Regions from separate parts of the Hordeum vulgare genome. Here region 2 is linked to region 1. A link is a contact called in public Hi-C data. All regions are on one chromosome and are shown on one strand. Each heading gives the region's core, a stretch centred on a gene start, on an enhancer-like site or on the middle of the called end of the contact. The rest is flanking DNA. Distances are from core to core; before and after follow the strand shown. Region 1 holds the start of LOC123444616. Region 2 holds the start of LOC123444620.

Region 1 (4,301 bases), core at 1,269-3,768:
TCGTATAACTACCACGTACGTTACGTACTTGAGTCGATGGCTGAGGCTATCTCGTACGTATCGTCTGTCTCTTGGACATCTTCTTTTTTCTCTTTTTGTGGCCGGCCGTCAGATGGATGGATGGATGGATTAGGCGGAGGCGGAGGAGGAGCAGACGCGGTGGCGAGGGCAGGAGACGAGGTGGTCGTTGGTGAGCCCGACGGCCTGCATGAAGGAGTGGAGCACGGTTGGGCCGACGAACCGGAAGCCTCGCCGGACCATGTCCTTGCTGATGGACTCCGACTTGGACGTCTTCACCGGGATCTTCCGGCTGTATTTGTACCCCGGCGACAGCGGCTTGTGGTTCACGAACCCCCACACGTACTTCCCGAACGACCCGAAGTCCCTCCTCACCTGCACCCCAAAACCTCGTTAGATTTTCTTCTTCATTCTTCTTCTAATCTAATGAGGAACAAGTTGTACATACGTAGAATGTTGTAGTTATATACAACTGATATACTACACAGGTTAAAGTACTCATCAGTGGTCGGTGTGCTTCTGACAAAAATAGGAGACGTCATCTACCTACATGCGTGCTTAATTAGTGAAGGCCGTGGTTGATTGGTGGTTAGGCGCCTAACATAATTCTGAGCGGTTACGTCGTGTGGAAGACTACACTTTTCAGCACCACGCAGGCAGGAGAATATTTTGTGGACTGTTGCATGAGCGTCTTTTCCAGCTATCAAATCAAATGGTGTATCCTTCTTTTTGGTTGCATCGAGCTTTATGACGCACTTGCTTTGCTCCTGCAAAGTATAGTGTCTTCCTGCTTCTTCTTTTTTTTTTGAGTAATAGTGTCTTGCTGCTGCTGATACACGAGCTGTCCACCACTAGAGCGTAAGCTGTCAGGGATTCTGTTCAGCTTCTCTTTCACTTAAACCCATCTTCATTTCATTGCCCTTCTTTTCGTGTTGATGAGGTTTTCGTTGGTAGTTACTTATAGGACGGTGATACTGTCTTGTCAACTCTACTATCAACCGGGAGCACTAACTCACAACAAGAAAATCTAAGATAGTATGACAAATATGTAAACTGACCATAGGTGCTGTTAGCTACGTAGGAGTTTTTTTTTGTCCACTGCATGGTAGTAAATATGTATTTTTAAATGGTTTTGCTAGATCATATTTAGGTGTCACATAAGTATTACACATCTAGTCTCATGTCATTGATTTTATGTAAAAATTCGTGTAACTAATTATTTATGTTTGATTCAGTTATTTAGATGTGCAGTAACTATGTCAGGGATTCAGTGAGAGGTTTAATAAGAATTGCAGATGATATATGTTGAGGGTACCTCGAGAATGCGGCAGGCGTTGTTGACGGCGCCTCTGATGGTGCCCAAATCCAGCCCATACCCGGCGCTCAACGACGCCATCTGCTTCTCGGTGTACTTGGCGACCGCGTCCACGTCGAAACCGGAGAATGCCTCCCTATTTTGTGACCAAGGCAGTACGAAATCAGCACAAACGTCGCGGCGAATGCACTGCAACTGCAAAGCGCGGCATGGGCTGGCGATCGCTCTGTTCCGAACCTGTAGATGTGCCTCCTCCTGAGGATCGAAGCCCAGTCGGCCCCGACCTGCACGCCGGACAGCGTCAGCATCTCGAACAGCAACCTGTCCATCACCAGTCCGGTTCCACGGGGAAGAAAACGTCAGAAACCATCGCCACCAAGATCGGTCGGCTGTCGTTGGGCGGAAATGGCGGCTACTCACTCGTCCTCGTGCACGGGCAGTCCCCACTCCTCGTCGTGGTAGACGACATACACGGGGTCCGAGTAGGCCGTGATGAAGCTGCACCGCTTCTCCTCCATTGCGGCGGTGGCGGTGGCGGTGGCGGTGGCGGTGGCGGTGGCGGTGGCCCCGACCTTGCCCTCGACGCGGGAGAAGGACGCGGTGCGGCCGTAGTGCGCGATCCGCATCTTGCGCTGCGCCTGCGCCTGCGTGACGTGCTCCCGCTGCGCCGCCGCGATGCTCCCGGCGGGGCCGGCGAGCTCGAACGCCTCCAGCGCCGCGAACGTCACCACCGGCAGCACGGCGCCGCTCTTCTTGGCCGCCTGCTTCCGGTTCTTTTCCGCGCCCATGGCCGCCGCCGCCCTGGCGCCCGCCAACTTGGCTCCCGCTGCCTTCGCCGGGGTCGGCGGCAGGAGGCAAGGCGTCGCGGCCGCCGCGCGGGCCAAGTCGCTGGCGCCGGTGCTCTTGGGCGCTGCCGTGCAGGTGGCGGCGGCGGCGGCATTGTCATACGAAGCAGGCATCGAGAGCGACTTCTGGAGGGACTTCTTGAGCGGCTTGGCACCTTCCGGCGCCGCGACGCGGTTGCCGGCCGGCTGCAGGACCGGGCGGCCGTCGATCTGAGCGACGCCGGACGACTTGACGTTGGAGTTACACATTTTGCCTGGGAGGCTGTCTGGGTTAGAGGCGTGGTTGAGGGCGCTTTGAGCTGTAGCTGTGAGATATGAGGACTGCGGTGGATTGTGCTGCGGCGAGCGAGGTGGTATATATAAGCGGGGAGCTGGGCGCGGATGACGAAAGGTAGACGAAGGTGGTGGGGGCGGAGAGGATGTGAGGTGGCGAGCGAAGGGTGGGGACAGGTCACAGGTGAGGGAAGCTCCTGCAGTGACGGTTGGCTTGCTCTTGATATTCTTTTTCACAGTGGATCCAACGGCTTGTACGGTGGTAAGACTTCCTTAACATATGTTATAACATAGATGTCAGCTAATTAAAAAAACTGATGTAACGATTAATTAATAAAAAACAAATTAAGTAACATAATAATTATTCGGATTATAAGTAACATCACATATATCAAAACAAGATGAGTCTACAAGCTAATATATAAAAGGCTTATTGTTATCATCTCTATGTTATTATTCATTGTCAAGCTATTAAATTAGACTAGTAACATGCTTCGCATAGTGGATAGTCTAAGAGGCGTCGGTAAGGATCGGTTGAGATTGGTCAATTGGGTTGCTCAACTTGTCTTCCGGCTTATTGCAATTTTTCTGAGAATAGTTCATAGACTGCACATAACCTACTTTAGTCGTGCTTGCAGGTTTCAACGAACTCTGTTCATAATGCTTGGCAAGAGCACACCGGAAATATTGAGCCTCCCCATATCTTTTTCCATACAATGAAGAAGACGAGCTTTGTGACTATCCAAGTGGGAGATGCCTTTTTCGAGAAGGAAATGCAAAAAAAAAAAAAAAACAAAACAAAAAAAAAACCCATAATAGCGGTGTCATAATAAAAAATTATCACTTTATATTTTGTCGTAAAAATCATCGTACCGAATTCACCCGTCTCCTGGGTGAATCCCCATGACATTGAGGCGAGTCAACACGCCTACGGGGGTGATCTTCTCGTCTGCATGGCTGGTCATCCCTTTGTTGGGTAATTCATCCCGACTGCGAGGCGAGTCAACATGGCGTCTGAGGATAATCATCTTGATGACATGGGGAATCATCTCATCGATAAGGCGTAGTCATCTGTCTACGTGACGAGTGATCGTTGCGATCACGCAGAGCATCTCTGTCTTCGCGGTGAGACGTCGTGAGAGTGTGTGTGTGTGGGGGGTGGGGGGGGTCCACTCGACGCTACGGAGAAAGGTCATCATGCCACCAAGGAGGGGCCTTCCGACGACGTGGCGACGCCTCACGCCCATCTCCTGCTCGATAGTCAGCCATGCGACGGACCGACTATCGAGGATGCAAAGAGTCTACTATTGACACGGTTTTCGATTCCCTCGCATACTCGGCTACGAGAAGCTAGTCGAGTGCGAGACTGGAATTCAGCTCGTTGTGCGACTCGAGCCTTCAAGAAATTTTACACTTGTCGGATGTCATCAGCGACTACCCCGCCTCCCGGTTGTTGGATTGCATCCGCCAGTTTGGTCGCAACCTAGACATCTTCTATCGAGGGTGTGAAGGACTCACATGTCATTTGTCCCTTGACTTGAAAGTTGTTGTTGATGTCACTCCCTCATCGAATGACTGATCGGGCCAACTGGTGATGTTGTCGACTTTTATCTGCTAGCGCTTGCTCTCACACGATGAGGTTGTGCTTGGCTTATGCAAGATGAGCGTGCTCAGCAACGGCATTGCCGAATGCAACAGACGAATCAACATGTGCTTCCCGTCGAAGGTTAGTCTCGGGTTGGTGGTGCGTGGGCCATGAAAACTTTTACCATTGAGCCCTGAGTCCCGCAACTATCTTCCTCCTTGAATTCGGACTCCAGCGGAGGTATCAATGATCCAGAGTCCATCAT
Region 2 (4,301 bases), core at 595-3,094, 240 kb before region 1:
TTTCGCGGAAAATCCATGTCAAACAAAGTCCAAATGCGATAAATATTTACGAAGATTTTTTTGTAATGTATGTGAATTTTGGAAAGAAGAATCAATACAACACGACACTCGAGGTGCTCCTAAGCCAACAGGGTGCGACTAGGGGGTAGTCGTGCCCTGATGGCTTGGGGCCACCCCTATATCGGTTGGATCCCTTCTTTCGCCACAAGAAACATAATTTCCCGATAAAAATCCCCTCAAAATTTTAACCTAATAGGAGTTACAGATCTCCAGATATTTAAGAATCGACGAAGGTGTCAAGAAATTGTCACGGAAACATGAGAGAAGCAGAGAGAGATCCAATCTTGCAGGGGGTCTTGCTCTCCGGGAGCCATGTCAGCCATGGACCAGAGGAGAAACCCTCCACCCATCTAGAGGGGAGACCAAGGAAGAAGGAGGAGGGGGGCTCTCTCCCCCTCTCTTCTAGTGGCACTGGAGCACTGCCTCGGCAACCATCGTGACGACAATGTACACCAACAAGTTCACCGCTGTCACCACCAACTCTCAAAATTAAGGGATAGAGGGCGGAAAGCAGACATCATGGGTGGTGATGAGTGTCGGGATGTCCTCATGGTGATCGAAATGGCGAGTGCGACATCATCTATCGATGGCATGACATTGAATGTCATTTACTCCAAGAACTAAGGGATAGAGGGCGGTCTATACTTAGGGTCTATTCAACATTTTCCAACACCTCCAGCTCTCTAAATTCAGCTTCCCGACATAATCCTGATTCACCTGGCGAATCCCGTTCGTTCGACATCGAGCACAACTTCTTCCAACGCCGCCATCGGTTGGCAGCCCAATTGGGAGACCATTGGCCTACTTGAACCATCCCAATTCAGTATGTTGTTCCTGGCTCGAGCGATGGGGCTCATGCGCCAATGTCGTCGTCGCATTGGGTGGGCCTCTATTTCCGGTGAGCTCGCTCCTCCTGGCTGGCAGTGAGGGAGTTGCACTGAAGGAACGATATCCAACAAGGAAGAAGCTAGGATGGCTCGATCTGCGGACTGAGAGACTCGCGGGTCGGCGACCGGGGGGTAGCCAGGCGTGGCAGTGAGGGCCGACCACGCTGAACCGGGATATGATTATGAGAGGGTGAACTATTGAGGGAGATGGAACTCATGAAAGTATAGCGATTTGGGAGAGATGTCAAGGGATGTGTTCCCCCCTTTTAGGGTAGGAATAGGGGGACACTCACTCGCGGAGCTCAGACGTTCGGGCCGGCTTCGCACTAAAGCTTGTGAAAAGGTCCTTTCTTTAAATATAGGCCTTAGGCTCTTCACTACGTGCTCGGTGCCACATTTCTGAAAAAGCAGCCATGCATACACAGTTTTGACATCGATTCTTTTTAGCTAAGGCCACACAACATGAAAGATTTGGCATTGACTTTAGATAGGGCCCACATATATATAAACTAGTAATATACCAATCCAAATTACCCAACAACCAACATCTCGGAGCTGCTTCGCATGCCAATTTATTTGCTCAATGAATTTGGCATTGGAACGAGTAGATGCATCGATGTCCAAAACTTTTTATTTGGCACTGGCTTGGCAACGTAGGGCACCTCGGTGCTAAATGTCTAAAAAAAAATTACGATTGATTTTGGCCTATTTAGAGCAATATTTCCCCTTAATTTATTTCGCCATTTTCCCCCAGGTAAGGGTCATAGAAAAATCGCTAGAGCGCCCCCTCGTGGCTCCCGTTTGGCGGATACTTGGCGTCGAAGTCACACGCGGTCCGTCGCGCAGCGCGGGCGATTTACCACATGAGCCCCCGCCCCAGCCATGCCGCCCCCCGTGCGCCTCGCGGTCGCGGATCCTCATCCATCCAGCACCGCCTGCCCTCGTCGCCTGGCGGTGGCGCCACGCGCACACCCAAGACCACTCTCGACACGGCGCCCATCCCTTCCCTCGATTCGACTGAGCCCCACGCCCCCCACCGACCGCGCCATCCTCACCACACCCAACCACGCCGCGCCGCAGCTCCGGCGAGTCCAAATCAAATCGATCGCCGGATCCCCCCTCCCTCCCCACCACCATGGAGCTGGCGACGCGCGATCTCGCGGCGCTGGGCGCGGGGGACCTGGTGCGGGCCTCCGCCGCGATCCCGCGCGCCGCGCCGCGCACCTTCGCGCTGCTCACGGCCTGCCTCGTCTTCCCGCTCTCCTTCGCCGTGCTCGCGCACTCCCTCTTCACCCACCCCATCCTCCGCCGCATCCGGACCTCCGACTACACCGCCACCTCCGCCCAGTGGGTCGCCCTCTTCGCCTACCAGTTCCTCTACCTCATCTTCCTCTTCACCTTCTCGCTCCTCTCCACCGCCGCCGCCGTCTTCACCGTCGCCTCCCTCTACGCCGCCAAGCCGGCCTCCATCTCCTCATCCCTCTCCGCGCTGCCGCCCATCCTGCCCCGCCTCCTCCGCACCTTCCTCTGGGTCTCGCTCCTCATGCTCGCCTACCACGTCGGCTTCGTCCTCACCGTCGTCCTCCTCATCGTCCTCATCGGCCCGCCCGTCACCGCCTCCACCCCGCCTCCGCTCTCCTTGCTCCTCGCCCTCCTCGCCGTCGCATTCCTCTTCCTCGCCATCCACGTCTACATCTCCGCGCTCTGGCACCTCGCCAGCGTCATCTCCGTGCTCGAGCCGGTATGCGGCCTCGCCGCCATGTCCAAGAGCAGGCAGCTCCTTCAGGGCCGCACCCGCACGGCCTCCGTCCTCGTTTTCTCCTACTTCGCCGTCTGCGGCCTCATCACGGCGCTCTTCCGTTCAGCTGTCGTCAAGGGGCAAGGCGAGGAGGGGAGCCTCGACATGAGCTTGGCCGGGAGAATACTTATCGGCGCTCTGCTGGTCTCTGTCCTCGTCTGCGTCAATCTGCTGGGACTGCTCGTCCAGAGCGTCTTCTACTACGCCTGCAAGGCCTACCACAACCAGCAGATCGACAGGACCGCGCTCTACGAGCACCTCGGGGGCTACCTTGGCGAGTACGTGCCGCTCAAGAGCAATATCCAGATGGAGAACCTGTGAGACTCGTAAGCTGCTCACTTGCCTGCTCCTTACTACTAGCTGTGCTGTTGGATCCTGCTCTAAACAAGAGCATGGCGTTGCTAGGATTTGTTTAGTTTTCTTGTTTCTAGTTTGTTGTGCTTGTCTGTTGTAATCTGTGATTAATAATGCGCTGTATGGACTGATCTGTGGTATCAAACAGAGATGCATAAAGAAAGTTCTCATTCTGCTGCAAAATCCTCTTCTTCTTTACTGTGTTAGTACTACTTGCTTCGTATCATTCTTGGCTCATGGCTTGTGATTTAGCGATAACAGTGGAGGTTAGCATTGCGAGATCGATTTACTATTCTCTTTACCAGTTTAAGGAGTCCATGATTGTTGATGCTCTTATTCTTTCCCTGTCGTGACACTTAGAAAAGCAATCGTGTAGAATTGATGATGACTGTGGTGCCACTTAGAAAAGCAATCATGCAGATGCAATTTTGATTTCTTAAGCATGGTTGGAGTGGAGATGACCAGTTTTTTGTGGGAGTTAGGGAGATGAACTTTACAGGACTGGTCCTTTTATGCACTTCTATAATTTAGGCAGAGAACTATCTAATAAATGTGCACTATTAGCTTTGTTGTTAGAGAAAGAGATGGGTAAAATTTGAGGAAGGGTGCACACTAAACCAGTACTGATGCATTCCTTTCAGCTTCTATACTCGTTGCGTTGGAATATGTTTCTGAAGTAGCTGTGGAAGTCATTATGTTCCTGTTTTGTCAAAACATTGTGCTATTTATCATAGGGAAAACTTCATTTTTGCCACTGTAGTTTTTGCCCACTTTGCTTATGCCACTCTAGAATTTGACATCTCACTTTTGCCACTCTTAGCTTTGGACAATACATCATAAATGCCATTCCATGGCAAAAGCTGGAGTGGCATAAGCAAAGTGGGCAAAAACTGGAGTATTCTTGTAGCAAGTTGCTACCATTAGAAGTCATGATTGTTTTTTTTTTTATCACCGTGCTAGGAAGCAAAGCTTGCCGAAATGAATGCGCGCTCTCTTGTATCGCGCTAGTAAAATATGCCATGTTTCCAGTTTGTTGCTTACTTGATTGAATTAAATCAATTTTAAGGTTAGATATATGTCATTTCAAGGATTGCTTTGATGTATTAAAACTTTTGAAGAAATTTCAGTTTGATGCCTTACCTTAGGTTGCAGAAATTTACTTGGTTGCATGGTATTCAAAATTTGTACTCCCTCCGTTTATA

What was found. A called contact is a pair of places that touch in the nucleus more often than the background predicts.
Region 2: a contact with region 1 is called in a Hi-C map of seedling, with 2.2 times the contacts expected there. The contact joins the promoter of LOC123444620 here to the promoter of LOC123444616 in region 1. A contact is called at or near these places in 1 of 6 Hi-C or Micro-C datasets (seedling) and 1 of 1 datasets of contacts at active chromatin or transcription factors (embryo).

Annotation. Positions count from the first base shown.
Region 1 is chr3H:517,000,002-517,004,302 of MorexV3_pseudomolecules_assembly, reverse strand. LOC123444616 reads right to left here and starts at 2,518. Exons shown (of 4, transcript XM_045121397.1): 1 at 1,754-2,518; 2 at 1,571-1,654; 3 at 1,334-1,469; 4 at 1-393. The coding sequence starts at 2,427. The coding sequence ends at 130.
Region 2 is chr3H:517,240,580-517,244,880 of MorexV3_pseudomolecules_assembly, reverse strand. It overlaps LOC123444620, which reads left to right and starts at 1,844. Exons shown (of 1, transcript XM_045121400.1): 1 at 1,844-3,282. The coding sequence starts at 2,083. The coding sequence ends at 3,066.